Regions from separate parts of the Sus scrofa genome. Here region 2 is linked to region 1. Evidence: chromatin contacts called from public Hi-C data. All regions are on one chromosome and are shown on one strand. Each heading gives the region's core, a stretch centred on a gene start, on an enhancer-like site or on the middle of the called end of the contact. The rest is flanking DNA. Distances are from core to core; before and after follow the strand shown. Region 1 overlaps CNIH3 (protein cornichon homolog 3). Region 2 has its middle 11 kb from the start of DNAH14.

Region 1 (2,700 bases), core at 179-2,678:
AGGCTGGCAGCTGTAGCTCCGATTCGACCCCTAGCCTGGGAACTTCCATATGCTATGGGTGCGGCCCTAAAAAAGGAAAAAAAAAAAAAAACCCAAAAAGCAAACTAGATTTGTAAAAATAGAATTTATACACATACACACGTGCATGCCTGTGTAATTAGTACCGCAACAAAAGTACCCCACTTTCCTGGCCATACATTTGGGGAGGCTGGCATTTGCTTTTCTCCACCTCTCTGGGGTGAGGGTGGTGTGGGCGGGGAGATCCTTGCGTGTCCATTTGCAGTCCACGCGGCTTGGGTCGACTGCCTTCGTGGGAGCAGTTAAGCACACACATACCCAACTCGTGTCTGCATCTCACCACCCAGAGGCTCACGGCTGAGGCCCGCCCCCCCAGTGGTCTGCCCTTGAGTAGGACCAGCAAATGGGACTGCGGGGGAGGAGGGGAGCCGGTTTCTGTGATGCCATCTGGCCAGATGGCACTCTGACCTGCGGTCCTTTGCAGTGTCCGTGAAAACCGCGGACGTGTGCCCTGGGCGTGTTTGGGGCTGAAAGACACCCTGATTTCCTCTCTCTGGACGCCTCGCCTCCGAGCGAGGGAGAAACTGCAGGCCAGGCCTCTGCGCGTCCATGGTGTGCCACCCTTTCTCCGTTCCTCCGCTTTCCATTCACATCCTTTTTCCACTGTGGGCTTCCCGTTTAGACTATTGCCCTCCCTGGCTAGCCGCCTGGCACCGGGGGCTCTGCCTCTGACAGTCTGGCAGGTGCTCCAGGCTGGCGGAGTCTACGGTTGCTGGTGGGTCCCCGGCCTTGAGCGCCCTCTCCCTCCTGCCTTCTTCGCCCTCTCTGTTGCCGCTTTGTCGTAGTCCCTTTCCTTTGGTGTGGACAGCTCTGCTGGGGCCGCACACCATTACTGAGCCCAGAGGGAGGGCCCGGGCGCTGGGCAGTTAGCTGACACCACTGCCCTCCCCCAAGGCATCCAGAACTGTGGGCTGAGATTTCCAGAACATCAGTTGTAGCTATCCTTTCTGGTTCTGTGTTCACGTGGTCCGTTTCAACGATGGGAGATCGCTCTCCTGCTGGGGAAAGATGCAGGGAAGGAGAGCAGAGCCTTGGAGCTGACTTCCACGGGTTTTTTTTTCTTCTCTCTTATTGGCAACTGATTCACGAACCCTAAAAAAAGAGTTGATCGCACCCTAGCCAGCTAGTGCTAGCAGCCCAGATGGTCCCCTGTATCGGAGAGACATTTGTATCTTGGATCAAAAATATTGAAATGTGTTCCCTGAACCTTATTGAGAAAAGGAATTAGCAGCAACTGCGTTCAAGGGTTGAGGGTATGGAAATAGCCAAATGACTCCAGTCTTCCCAGAAACGCAAAGATTGGGAAATCGGAGCCAGGGTGGGGAAGGCCCAGATCTGGGGAGTCCTGTGAGGGGAGGTGGATTCTGAGGGCACTGTGCCGTCTGCCTGGGATGTGTGACCAGGAGAGGGGGCAGTCTGTGTGTGAGTGTGTGTGTGTGTGTGTGTGTGGTGTGTGTGTAGAAGGCACTGCCCACCCGGGAGCCTTCACAGCGGCTGTAGGCAGACCAAGGCAAGGAGAACAAATTTGTGCCAACTGCTTCTAAATTCTATACCGAACAGACATACAGATGCCGCTACTTCTAGTTCCCAGGCTACGGGTCGAATCGGAGCTGCAGCTGCCGGCCTTCACCACAGCCACAGCAATGCAGGATCTGAGTCACATCTGTGACCTACACCACAGCTCATGGCAATGCCGGATCCTTAACCCACCGAGCAAGGCCAGGGATCGAACACACATCCTCATGGATGCTAGTTGGGTTCATTACCCCTGAGCTGCCACGGGAACTCCTCCCAGCCTGAACTAAATGGAACTTTTATCTTCCTTGTCATATGTCCTACGCAGACCATTGGGTGGGGCTTGGAAACCTTGGAGAGGCGTTCTGAATCGCGGTGGCATCCAGCTGATGTTGGCCACTTTGGAAGATGGAGGGGGAGGTGGCACTGGGCGGGGACTGGTGACAGTCTGAGCTGGAGGGTGGAGCGTGTAAGGGGCAGTAGAGGGGGAGAGACGGCCTCTGAGAGCACGTGGAGTCATTATCTGGAGTTGGGAATCGCAACCAGATGCCGGGAGAACTTAAAGCCACTTCATCACTACTGGACTGTGACTTAGCCTAGGATCATTTTTCTTGGAGGTTCTGGAGAGTGATGAGGAAATTGAGCTGAGGCCAACGAAGCATATGTGCTGACTGGAGAAAAATGACGGGAGAAAAAATGTGTTTGGGCTTGACATCCTTTGCTCTCATTGGTTGGCAGTTTTAGAACCAAAAGGCATGCCCTAGAAAGGGGCTGGCAGCGGATGGGGCCGGCGCTGCTGCCGAGTGGGGCTGGCAGCAGGCTGCTCTGGGCTGTAGACGGGTCCCTGCGTCTACCTGGGCCTCTTTGTTTTCACACGTGTAAAATGAAGATGCTGAGCAAAGTGAGCTCTGAGCTCCGGCCCAGCTTCAGAATCCTGTGGTTCTTCCGGTGCTGGCTCCACGCGACCCACATTTCTCTTCCCTTTCTCTTGCCATGGTTTTTCTCTTCCAGCGGCCTTCTCGGGCCTTCCCTGGGCATTCAGCTGTCAGATTTCTATTTTGGGACTATATTGGGTAAGGTTCTTAGAAATCAGTTCAGGCCACCATA
Region 2 (2,700 bases), core at 3-2,502, 170 kb after region 1:
GAGGTGACATCCCTCTAAGCACAGAGGTCCCGTTGCTATGAAGGTGAAGGAGTCCTGAGCCTTAGCATCATCAGAGAGTCACCCACATAGGTGCCCCTTCTGTTTTCGCGTGGCCGTGGGGTGAGAATGCTGAACCTGAACCACTTGATCTTGTCTCTTTGGAGAAGAACTAGAACTGAAGGTGGTGAGGCCAGTAAGTGTTTATTAAGAAAAAAGAGAGGGACGATAGGTGTGGAGAAGGCCGGGTGGGCAGGGGTGGAGAGGGAGGGACAGACAGAGGGAAGAGCAAAGAGGCAGAGCGTGACAGGTGCTTAGGAGGTGGTGAGATCCCTTGTATGGGGGTGGGCCTTCTAGGCTTCCTCCGGCCAATCATCTTGCTCCGTCTGGCCTTGGCCTGACTCAGGACCCTCCCCTGTGTGAGCATCTTTTGGCCACAGGATGGATTCTAGCGCCAGGGTCTGGGAAGTTGACAGGATGTACTATGTCTGGTGCCTGTCCCTTCTCTGACCCCTGAGGAAGCTTTCTGCGAGTGTGGAGTTGCCAAGGTCTCCTTGACCTCAAGAAAGAGAAATGGATGGTGTCTATCTTTTATCCAAGCCGGATGCAGCTTTGACCTTGACGTTATCTGTCTGCAGGGAACAGGTTACAGTTGCTCAGCCTGGACCCATCTATCTCTGGCTTCACTTCTATGCTGCCCTTAAGTGCTCTCGAGACCCATAAAGGGGAAACAGGGCAAATTTTCTGGGTTATAAACCCGAACATTAGCATCGAGGGCGACCTCCTTACCTCAGTTCAATATTCACCTTTTTAGGGAATATTACGGAGAGGCATCCACGTGTGGAAAGTGGGTCAGGCAGAGAGTAAACTCCGTGTGGAGCAAAACGGTCCCAGTGTTATGGCTTTCAGTCCAGTGAACAAATATCCGCCCAAATCCATGTGCAATGTGTTGGTTTGTTACTCCTTTCCGCCTCAGTTTCAGATCCAGAATGGGGACCGGGCCTGTCTCATCTCTGCACTCCGAGTGCCCAGCATAGGGTCTGGAGGAGTGAGCTCTGAGGAGGTGGTCGAAGGGACCAGTCTTGTGCCGTCTCAGGCCAGCTTTGGAGGCTCTCAGGTCCCCGCACCACAGCTAGCGGTCACTCAGGTGATGCTGACAAGGGGCTCTGCCTGAAGTGGCTGGTGGGGCAGCTGAGGAGACACGTGGGTTTCCTCTCAGAGCTCCCACCCTTTGACCACACAGCTGACGGTCCCATCTCTGCTGACGGTCGCAAAGCTGGTGCTCTGAGCCTGCTGTAGTTATAGGAGCAAGGCTGTAAGCGCTGCCCATCCAGCCCTGGCTTGGACGGGGGTCATCACGAGATGTTCCTGTGGCTCTGAGAGAACTGGCTCTCTCAGGAGGGCCATGGCAGAAGCTGAGATTGGAAGAGATGACAGCTACAGAGTGCTTAGTACCAACAGATGCCAGTCAATGACAGCTGTCATTAACCAAGGGGGAGGAGACCGTGCCCCAGAAGACAGGCCACCTGAGGTGTCTCACAAGTCTGATCTCAAATGAAGGTGAAGTCAGATTTCCCTTGTGAGTGAAAATATGTCCCCTGCCATACCAAGTAGACAAAGGATGTTACAGGCAGGGTGAGCCCTGAGGGGACTCAGGAGGCAGACAGCCACAGCCACTGTGGCCACCTCCCCAATGGTGCATCCTGAGGGGACTCAGGATGGGCAAGAACAGGATACTAGCCCCAAACACCTGAGGTGCCTGCCAAAGGAATGATTGCAGGGAGCCCACACGTCTGCACCTTCCTATACAAAGAAAAGCGCTAAACTCCTTCACTTGAGATGTCCAGTTTTCTTTCACTAACAGTAAACTTTTGAAGTTCTGATTACCTGGTCTTGGATGCCAGAACTCCTAATAGCCTGGCTCCCTATACCTCTGCAGAGCAGTCCCTCAGAGCCATCTGAGAGGCTGTGTCCCACACTTAAGCTTCAGTTCTGTCTGCCACACAAAATATAATTCTCAACTTTCGTATTGTACATTTTTTTTTCAGTCACCACCCTCATCCCATTCTAGATTCCTAATTCTGTAAAGCATGCTTAATTGAAATGTCCCAAAGTGAGTTATCCTCACAAGGTTCAGCTTCAAAGATTTTCTTATGTGTTACACCTACAGGGTCCCTTGAAAAGAGCCAGCTAGAGTTCAGAGCCCTCTGCTGGTGGTGTGGACCTCTGCTTAGCATGTCTCGGAGAAAGGGCAGGTCAAGACACTTGTGAGGCCACCACACAGTGTTTAATTTAAAATTAAGCAATAAACAGAGGTGATCTCTGGGATCCCATCAGGTTCCGCAAGGAGTGGCAGGAACTGATGAGGGCAGAAATTGCAATGGGCATCCTCTGAGCTGCAGACAGGGTCAGAGCCCCAGCTTCCAGCCCTAGCTCCTCCCACAGAGTCCCCTCAGCTCACTGCCACCAAACCCCATTTTTCTCCTCTGCTGGATGGGTTGCTCAGAGGGCAGGCATCAGCCAGGGGCATAGCTGGTACTGAATAAACATTTGATAGAAAAGCCCCTTACCTGATTCATCTCATGCTATTTCCAGCCAGGGGCATAGCTGGTACTGAATAAACATTTGATAGAAAAGCCCCTTACCTGATTCATCTGATGCTATTTCCATGACAAACAATTAAGTCCACAAGGTTTACAAGGC

The links. A called contact is a pair of places that touch in the nucleus more often than the background predicts.
Region 2: a contact with region 1 is called in a Hi-C map of omental adipose tissue, with 1.8 times the contacts expected there. The contact joins two enhancer-like sites. A contact is called at or near these places in 1 of 5 promoter capture datasets (liver), 18 of 47 Hi-C or Micro-C datasets (alveolar macrophages, embryonic fibroblasts, fetal skeletal muscle and 8 more) and 2 of 2 datasets of contacts at active chromatin or transcription factors (alveolar macrophages and skeletal muscle).

Annotation. Positions count from the first base shown.
Region 1 is chr10:12,864,498-12,867,197 of Sscrofa11.1, forward strand. All of the region lies in intron 4 of CNIH3 (protein cornichon homolog 3), which reads left to right. Among named protein-coding and RNA genes, the nearest start is that of WDR26, 110 kb to the left of the region's middle. Within about 2 kb of position 1,429, at least 3 of the 83 cell types and tissues checked have an H3K27ac peak or open chromatin away from gene starts, as enhancers often do. A contact at or near this core is called in omental adipose tissue, where this site is marked.
Region 2 is chr10:13,035,784-13,038,483 of Sscrofa11.1, forward strand. No RefSeq gene overlaps it. Among named protein-coding and RNA genes, the nearest start is that of DNAH14, 11 kb to the right of the region's middle. Within about 2 kb of position 1,253, at least 1 of the 83 cell types and tissues checked has an H3K27ac peak or open chromatin away from gene starts, as enhancers often do. A contact at or near this core is called in omental adipose tissue, where this site is marked.